Linked DNA regions of Sus scrofa: region 2 is linked to region 1. The links are chromatin contacts, called in public Hi-C maps. All regions are on one chromosome and are shown on one strand. Each heading gives the region's core, a stretch centred on a gene start, on an enhancer-like site or on the middle of the called end of the contact. The rest is flanking DNA. Distances are from core to core; before and after follow the strand shown. Region 1 has its middle 49 kb from the start of TNKS2. Region 2 has its middle 16 kb from the start of FGFBP3.

Region 1 (5,167 bases), core at 881-3,380:
CCCTATTTAAAATAGTGGCACCCATCTCCCCATTCTGTGCTTTATTTCTCTTCAGATACCACTTATCACTATTGAACATTCTATATAATTTTCTCATTCATTTTTTTCCTTTTCTGTCTGCCTCAATTACAATATAAATCTTCATAAAAGCCAGAGTCTTGTTTTGCTCACTGGTAAATACCAGCACCTAGAACAGTGGCTGGTAGTGTTCAATGACTGTATGAAAAAATTGTGTGTGTGTGATTATGTGAAAAAAAAAATTCAGTGACCAATAATAAGTGTTTTAGAAAAATCCTCACTTCTTTTTTTTTTTTGCTTGTTTGTTCTTACTTTGTGATTTTTCACAGTGAGATAATTCTTGGAAGATAGACTATACCAGAGGTTTTCAAAGTGGGTTACCCTTTTTTACACTTGTCCTTCAGAGGTTCCTTTGAGTTCAACCTAATGAAGCATCAGGATGGTCCAAGACATCATTGGGAAAAAGGAAAGGAGCTTTGCTAGCAGAACACTTCCTCACCCTTAATGTGCAGCCAAGAAAAGAAGCTTTAAAATGAGGGCAAGTTCCCTGAGAAAGGACATAACCAAAAGAACGTAATGTCTTAATGAGTGGTGGGTTTTGTTTGTATTCCTAAAATAAAATTTTCAATTATTTAAATCCAAAGAGTTAAAGAATTAGAGATTAAACAGCCTTGTTAACATACAGGCTGTACCTTTTGAGGACCTTAAATTCATTGCAGTCAATGTGCTCTCATCCAGTTTCTTCTGGAAAGATAAGTAGTTGCTCACAAAGGAATCCATAGATGTTAACAGCATCAAAAATAGCGACTCTCTTCAATGCCTGGAAGGACTTCACCTACAACTTTGTTGGTGTGTTCTCCCACTAATGTGATGGAATCACTGGCACAGTCAAGTAGATAAGACCCAGAATGCAGAGGAGGACACCCAAGTCTGGGTTCAAGACCAAGTTCACCACTTACTATGCAAAGATCTCTCTGCTCTGAGAACTGCCCTCAATCTCTTCATGTCTCTGGAAGGAGCAATGGAAGCTCCTTCGCAGGGTTGAAGATTTAGATGGAATCAGGGACATAAAACGCTTGCCGCAGAGCCTATAACATAGTATCAATAAGAAGTGGGTATTTTTATGATTGCTATCCTTTGAGGTAGCTATGATATTTTGTGGCGTTAGGGGATGTCTCACAAACATATATTGCCTTCTAAATTTGATTTCACCCATCACTTCACCAATACATTCCTTACAAATTTCCTGTCCTTAGATGCTTTCAACTAAACATGTTTAAGCTTTAATCACGTGACTCTTCCAGAACAGAAGATACACCCTTAGGGTTTTTCATGTTTCATAATTTATTTCGCTGATTCCACAAATTTTTGCTATATAGAAGGGTGACGGAAGGACATTTCAAAAAATTGTTCGCAAGAACCCAGGAGAAAGCAGGGCACACAGCAACAAGAGTGATGGGCGTGGATGAAGGGGGTGCAGGCCCCGCCAACTTTCCCTTCTCTTTCTTTACTGATTTTTGTGGTGTCTTAATCTTATTCCGTCAATTTATGAAAACAAGATGTTAAAATCATCCATGATAACTGTGGATTTGTCTGGTTCTTTAACTCTGTTTTTGCCTCATGTATTTAAAAGCTCTATCATGTGTATCCTTGCATAGTTAGGATTTCTGTGCCTTGCTGGTGAGTTAACTCATCATTAGAAAATGTCCCTGTTTATAAGTAACAATAATCTTTGTCTGGAAGTCTGCTTTGTGTGAAATTCATGTTTCCTACAGTTACAATTTCATAGTATATCGTTTCCCCTCCTTTTTTCATGTTCAGACTACACAGATATACCCTTAATTTTGACTCAGAACAGTTTTCCCCAGTATTGGTAGACTTGTGCTTTGTTGGAAAAAACAAGTGTTATGGTTCCATATATTCTGCTGGTAGTTTTTATGCTGCATCCCCTAAAGTTTTATACTTTAGGACAAGTAACAATTTTCCTGGTATTTTTCTGGTAGATTTTAAGATGACCAACTTCTATGTTTGGATTTCATCAGGCAGGCCAAACATTGCTCAGAAGTTTGACTCAACCAGAAATCTCTAAAAGGAAAAGGCTACTATCTCTTGTGTTCTCTTTCCAGGAGAAATGTGTACAGTCAGTTCTGTCGCTGACTAGACAAAGTCTCAGTGCCCTAGAATTAGAGTTGCCAGATAAAATAAGAATGCCTAGTTAAATCTGAATTTAACAGTAAATAGTTTTCAGTATAAGTATGTCCCAAATATACATCATTATCGGAAACCAAACTTAACAGGCTTCTATATTTTTATTTGCTAAATCTGGAAACCCCACCCAGAAGCATAGAGATAACCATAATCTTCTCACTCTCCATCCATCACTGTTTTATCTGCCTTATTAAATCTTGAGTTTCTTAAAGTGAGCTTTGCATGTTTTGGTCCCTGTACCAAGTACAGCATAGTTGCTCAATGAATGTGTCTGGACGAAGGAGGGAAGGAGGTGAGGTTGGCTTAATGTTTGAAGACTTAGGGAAGGTCAGATTGTCATATAGCAACACCAGTGCTGCTGGGCTCAGCTTGACCCCAGCTTCTAATCATGTAACTTGTCCTGATTCCCAGTATCCTTGTAGACAGGGCAAAGAACAGCACGTGATCTGAATCATAAAACCCATATACTTCAAGGGGGATAGTAAACAGCTCTGATACTTGTCTACAGTGCTAGAGACTTCATAGGAAATGGAAGGGTCGGAATAGAACTGGAGAAGGTGCCACTGCTACTTAGTTCCAGGTCACTGTTGCCAACCAAAATTACCCATCCTCAGTATGGCCAGAAGAGCCAGCTTTTCAAATAAAGCTGGAAATCCACACATTTATGTGAAATCTCCCAGTTTTTAGTTATAGATAGTTAATTCAGGAATTGTTTTATTAATTGACATTCATAAAACACATTTGCCAGGAGTTCCTGCTGTAGCTCAGGCATTAACAAACCAGAATCCGTGAGGATGTGGGTTCAATCCCTGGCCCTGCTCAGTGGGTTAAGGATCTGGCGTTGCAGTGAGCTGTGGTGTAGGTTGAAGACATGGCTCAGATCTGGCATTGCTGTGACTGTGGTTTAGGCCAGCAGCTATAGCTCCGATTTGACCCCTAGCCTGGGAACCTCCATATGCCGCAGGCACGACCCTAAAGAGACAAAAACAAAACAAACAAACAAATAAATTTGCCAGCTGAATGTGCACACACACATACACAGCCCGTGGTTCACATCTCTGGACTTTGTAACTCAAATTTTCTATCTCTGTAGAGTTGCTAAGTTTATAAACTATTTTGATGGAAGTTACTGCTGCACTAAATAAGTAACTTCAATGCCACTTTTATGGCTATTTAGTCCAACTAGTTTTAAAATAATCATGAAGAGATTAAGGACAAAGGAGTAACCATTCTGTTTTTGTAACAGCCCTTTTCTTCCTCAGTCTTGACCAATCCTCCCATCTACCATGGTGGTGTTGGTTACATAAAGCCAAGAAAAAATATCTATAAATGGCTGGTGCAACGTAAGTCCACCCCAATTCCTAGCAAGCCAAGCCAGAGTATGATCTTCAATTATTGTGAAGTCATCTGTGTTGTTACCCTTAAGATCAGAAAGTTTTTAAATATTTAAACTGCTCCAAGGAATCATTTTCAGATCTAAAAAGGTTTTTTCATCTTGTCCTATGCTTTTGTTTTGACTTATATTACCTCTATTATCTATTTTATAATTTTAAACACACTTTTTATAGGACTTTCAGCTTATTGATCTCAAATATAATACCAATTCTCTTATTCGCTCAATTAACTCTTCCTCATGGAGTATTTCTTCCTTACGGGTTTGTGTTTTTTACCATGAGCACATTTTCAGCAGGGATTTTTGGGGGGTGGGGAGATGTCTGTGGAAATCCTACGTGCCCTGTTACAGAAGTGCTGCTGCAAAGAAGTTTGGTATTTGCTTCTACAAATTTCATAGTTGTAGAAAAAAGGTACCTCTTTTCTGTTCTCTCTTGGATGGAAAATTCTGGGACTACTTAGGTAAATATAAATTTGAACTCCGCCCACACAAGTTGCAAGCCTGGGTCTCTAATTTCTCAAAGGCAGAGAAATGTTTTAGATCACGTCCCAAGATGGGCAAACTGTTTCTAGTCCCATTTGACTAAAGGTGCCGCTCTTGAAATGTTCTGTCGCTAAGGAGAGCTCACAGATCTAGTTCCCTCTCCTACCAAAGCCTAAGACCACAACTCTATCTTCAAATGAACATAAATATTAAATCCCAGAGTTCCCATTATGGAGCAGCAGAAACAAATCTGACTAGGATCCATGAGGACGCAGGTTTGATCTCCAGCCTCGCTCAGTGGGTTAAGGATCTGGTGTTGCCGTGAGCTGTGGTGTAGGTCGCAGACATGGCTCGGATCCCATGTTGCTGTGGCTGTGGTGTAGGCTGGGAGCTGTAGCTCCAATTCAATCCCTAGCCGGGGAACCTCCATATGCTGTGGGTGCGGCCCTAAGAAAAAAGAAAAAAGAAAAAAAAAATATATATATATATATAATCCCCAGTTACTAGGCCCTTTAGTCTATTTCCAGACCAATATCTTTCTGAGCCATTGTGGTGTCAGATCACAAAGTTACCCATCTACCTCCACATCCCCTCACTGCTCCCAGGGAATTTCTGTTCTTTACTTTGAGCTCAGGCATTTAAATTTTGAGTTGCAACATTTTGTCCTGCATTTATGTATGTTTGGAGTAAGGAAGAAAATCAATATAGGCTATCTTAGCAAACCATATGCCCAGAACCCAGAAACTAGATATTTTTATAAAGTTTCCTATTAAGTGGAAAACATACATGATCTTGGCCAAATTCTTACCAGAAAATGGGGGGGTTTCCATTTCCCAAATCACTTTGGTTCATTTCCCCAGCTGAAATTCTTTTGTTGAAAGTAAGCAGTGGATCCAAAATTGGCCACTTGTTGCATATAAAATTTTATAAACTGCCTGTTTTGCATATCATTTTTACTTGAAAAATTAGATAATTACCATTTTCTGAATCATTAAAAGTTCATCCCCAGAGTTCTCGTTGTGGCTCAGTGGTAACAAACCTGACTAGTATCCATGAGGATGCAGG
Region 2 (4,716 bases), core at 574-3,073, 150 kb after region 1:
CAGCTCCCTCTCTGGAGTGATAGTCCCATTCTTATTCTTTTCTCTCTCTCTTTTTTCCCTTTTGTTCTACCTGGTTCATGTGGAGGATTTCTTGCCTTTTTTGGAGCTTTAAAGTCTCCTGCCACATCTAAGATAATTAACTCAGCTTAATTAATGTCACTTAAAATATAGGCCAGAAGTTCCTGCTGTTGTACGTCAGGATTGGCAGCATCTCTGGAGCACTGGGATGCGGGTTTGATCCCTAGCCAGCATAGTGGGTTAAGGACCCAGTGTCGCTGCAGCTGTAGCATATGTCCACAACTGCGGCTTGGATCTGATCCATGGCCCAGGATCTCCATATGGCTCGGGGTGGCCAAAAAAAAAAATGTGTGTGTGTGCCATATTTAAATTTTCTCAGTTCCAAAAAATGCCTTTTAACTAAACTTTTAAAAAATTCAGAATCCAATAACATTTCATGCATTGCATCTATTTATATTTTTTCACTTTATGGTAATTTTGTTATATAATAATTATTATTATTTTTAGGCTCCTTGGCACATTATTGGAGTTTAAATTTGTGGACTGTGGTTATTCTAGATCTGTCTTGTCCCCAAGGCTAGTTAGCACATCTTTAAACCAACCTTTGACAGAAAGCCTTTATTGCTAAGTTTCTGACACAAATTGTGGGTTTCATATGCAGACCAACGTGCTTCCCTGCCCTGGGGGTCTGACCCAACTCTGATGCAACAAACCTTCCTTTCCCAGGTCTCTCTAGAGCCATGTGTCCCATAAAGGCTTTTGGTCTTTCCATTTTCTCTTGCTTCCCCTTTGGATCCCAATGATTCCCTTGCTCTCCAACTCTGATCAACTCCAAATAAAACTATTCTGTTTTCTCTTTTTAGGTTACTTTTAAAAACAAACATGTTTAAATTCCTCAAGTCCTGTCATTCTTCTTGTCTCATATCTGGACCTCAGAATTCTTTTCCTGTAGTCCTTATTGCCTGTCTCTCGGGTCTGTTTAAAATAAATGCTGCTATATGCCAGACACTGTGTTAAATCCTCTTTATATATCTCATCTAATTTCAGAGCAATCTTATAAAACTAGTGCTATTAATGTCACCTCCATTTTATTTAGTTTTAGTTTTAGTTTTTGGCTGTGCTGCAGCATATAGGGTTCCCAGGCCAAGCTGCAGTTTTGACCTTAGCCTCAGCTGCAGCAATGCCAGATCCTTAACCTGCTGTGCTGGGCTGAGGATGGAATCTGTGATCCAGCACTCTATAGACCCCTCTGATCCCATTGCACCTCAGTGGGAACTCTGACATCATTTAAAAATTAGGACATTGATGTAGTTCCTGCTGTGTTTCATCAGGTTAGGAACCTGACTGCAGTGGCTTGGGTCACTATAGATCCATGGGTTCAATGCCCAGCCTACCACAATGGATTAAAAGATCTGGTGTTGCTACAGCTATGGCTTGGATTCAACCCCTGGCCCAGGAAATTTGGTATGCTGTGAGTGTGGCTGAAAAAATTAAAAAAAAAAAAAAAAGATTAGGACATTGAAACTTAGAATAAGTAATTTATCTAGGAAGTATGATATGTAAGATGTAAAGCTTGGACTTGATCCTTGGTGATGTAAATTTAGAGTCCATGTTCTTTTTTTCTTTTTCTTTTCTCTTTTTTTTCTTTCTCTCTCTCTCTTTTTTTTTTTTTTTTTTTTTTTTTTTTGGCTGCCCTGTGTTATTTGGAGTTCCCAGCCAGGGATCAGATCCAAGCCATGGTTGCAACCTAAGCTGGCAATGCCAGATCCTAAACCCACTGCACTGGGCCAGGGGTCAACTCTGCATACAGGGCTCCAGAAATGCCACCTATCCTGTTGTGCCACAGCAGGAACTCCTAGAGTCCATGTTCTCCTAGTACCAGACAAAGGTAAAGCCTGCACACTACCTTTGAGACGTTAGCACGTCTAGAACCCTCCTTTTTTGTTATTGTTTTTGGCCATACCCATAGCATTTGGAAATTTCCAGACCAGGGGCCAAAGCCAAGCCACAGCAGTGACCACACTGGGTTCTTAACCCACTGAGCTACCAGGGAACTCCTTTAGAGCCCTCCTTTTATTCAACATGTAAAGCGCCTGTGTAGTTAGGAGATGTTTCACCCATTCAGCTTACTTTGCTGTGTCACTATTTTCATTTGGTAGAAATTAGTAACCCTCATGTGCAAGAGCTGTGTATTGAACACAAGGCTAACATTTTAAGCAAATGATAGTTGGAGAGTCCATATCAGGTAGCTCTTGGCTCACTGAGGCCACAGTGTTCTATAGTCCCACTGGTGACACTCTTGATAGTCGAAGACTATTAAATCAAGGGTTCTCTCATGGCTCAGCAGGTTAAGGATCCAGTATTGTCACGGCTGTGGCTCTGGGTACAGCTATGGATGGGTTCAGTCCCTGGCCCTGGAACTTCCACATGTGGCCAAAAAATATGTAACGTTTTTTAAATTTAAAAATTAAAAAAAAAAATTTAAGAACAAGAATGTTAAGTCATCCCCTAAACCAGTGATCTCTCAATACCTGGAATCTCAAGACTATTACAACCTCCTAATACATTTTGGAAGGAAGACATAATGTTGCCACTTGGTTAATTTGCCATGTGAGGACATTCAATTTTTTAAATTATCATCTATAATACTAGCACCATCATTTTATAAAAGAAAGGATATTTTAAACCTATTGTCCTCCTCGCCCCCCACAAAAAGATAGGAGGGACATCATCTCGGAATAAAGGATATTGCTTAATGTGATATATTCAGCTCCAACAAAAGTCACTACATTTTCCTGCTTTTCTCATTTTGTGGTAGACAAATATAAGCCTCATGATGAACTGACTTTGGGTTCATCATTTTGCCCATAAAGATATATTCATTGGACACATCTTTATGTTAACCAGACCACTATCATGAAGTGTGCAGACCAAGATGGAAGGGACTAGGCACATTTGTCTAACAGAATTACTGATGGCGTTAGGTAAGGGGGAAGGGCTGATGCATATAAGGGATGTGGGATTAGCAGAAAGTCACTCTGACTCAGCAGAATTAAGGATTCATAGCAGGTGAAGGACTGAGGTATTGCTGGAGGGTGTTCAAGTTCTGTGGCCTAATGATGCGACAGCTGTGAAGTAATAGAGCTCGGTTCAAGTTCCAGCTCTGCTCTGTATCTTTGAAGAAGTCACTGGATGTCTCTGAACCTGCTTCCTCACTCATAAAATGCCATCTCAGGAGGTAGATAAGAGGCATAATTGAGCCTCACTTTGGAGACGGCCCTGCATATCACAAACACATTTAGGAAAAAATGATTAATGACCATGTGAGTACCTCTGCTACCTGGGAGCATACCATGACCTATAACCTTAAACATCACTTTTGTGACAACATTGTTTAGCATTCAGGGGAATTCTTCTCTGTATTTTTTGCCCTGTGTCCTCAAAATAAAAGGAGACTGTGTGTGAATACTTCTGATGTTGGAGATTGAATTACTTCAGAGTATGAGGAAGTTCGTCAGCAGAAACCCTTAGGTGTAAAAAGATATAAATTAACTTGTCAAGCTCTTCCTCTCAGATAGCAGGAATGTAGTAAATTCTTATATTTGACCATTATATTCTTAAATATTTCCCAGTAGCACCAAAAGACAATTTTCTTGCCTCTCTTCTGTGTTCCAATTCATGATTCCAGAAGAATATGTATGTACAGTATTCGCAATATACATGCTAACATGCCAACTAAAATTTTTTTCAGTAATAAGCAATTCATATTATTCTTCAGTTTGCATATATGTGGGTTGGATCTAACATGCATGAAGCTTGACAGCAGTGCCTTACCCTGGCAACTAGAAATGGACACTAAATGCCAGAATTGGAATTTTTTTTCTTTCTTTTTTTTTTTTTTTTTTTTTGCTTTTTGTAGGGCTTCATGTGCAGCAGGTGGAAGTTCCTAGGCCAGGGGTCAAATTGGAACTGCAGTTGCCAGCCTACAACATAGCCACAGCAATGCCAGATCTGAGCTGTGTCTGCGACCTACACCACAGCTCATGGCAATGCTGGATCCTTAACCCACTAAGCTGGGCCAGGAATCAGACCTGCATCCTCATGGATACTAGTTTGATTCATTACCACTGAGCCACAGTGGGAACTCATGGAAATAATTTTTATACAAATATTTAATAAGATTTAATGAAATTTCAAAAAATTAAATTACCATTTTAAGCTTTATTTAAATAATTTTGATTTTAAAACTTGAACTTCCTTAGTTATAATTTGTATTCTCCTTTTAATTTAATAATTAAATTCAATATCTTAGGGAAAAAGTAACTTTTTTTCTTTTTATGACTGCACCTGAAGCATAAGAAAGTTCCTGGGGCTAGGGGTTGACTTGGAGCTGCAGCTGCAGGCATACACTACAGCCACAGAAATGCCACATCTGATCTGCAATCTAAGCTGTAATGCCAGATCCTTAACCCACTGAGTGAGGTCAGGGATTGAACCCACGTCCTTATGGACACTATGTTGGGTTCTTAGTTCCATATGCCACGGGGCAGCCAAAAAAGAAAAAAAAAAAAGTTTTTTTCATTGTCTTTGATGTTTTACCAACTTATTCATATAAAAATTATAGTTTTCGCAAATTTATGGTTACCAAAGGGAAAAGGAGAGGTTAAATTAGGAGTTTAGGATTAACATATACACACT

Evidence for each region. A called contact is a pair of places that touch in the nucleus more often than the background predicts.
Region 2: a Hi-C map of liver shows a contact between it and region 1, with 6 times the contacts expected there. The contact joins two enhancer-like sites. A contact is called at or near these places in 2 of 5 promoter capture datasets (fetal liver and skeletal muscle) and 1 of 47 Hi-C or Micro-C datasets (liver).

The regions. Positions count from the first base shown.
Region 1 is chr14:103,344,766-103,349,932 of Sscrofa11.1, forward strand. No RefSeq gene overlaps it. Among named protein-coding and RNA genes, the nearest start is that of TNKS2, 49 kb to the right of the region's middle. Within about 2 kb of position 2,131, at least 4 of the 83 cell types and tissues checked have an H3K27ac peak or open chromatin away from gene starts, as enhancers often do. A contact at or near this core is called in liver, where this site is marked.
Region 2 is chr14:103,499,723-103,504,438 of Sscrofa11.1, forward strand. No RefSeq gene overlaps it. Among named protein-coding and RNA genes, the nearest start is that of FGFBP3, 16 kb to the right of the region's middle. Within about 2 kb of position 1,824, at least 1 of the 83 cell types and tissues checked has an H3K27ac peak or open chromatin away from gene starts, as enhancers often do. A contact at or near this core is called in liver, where this site is marked.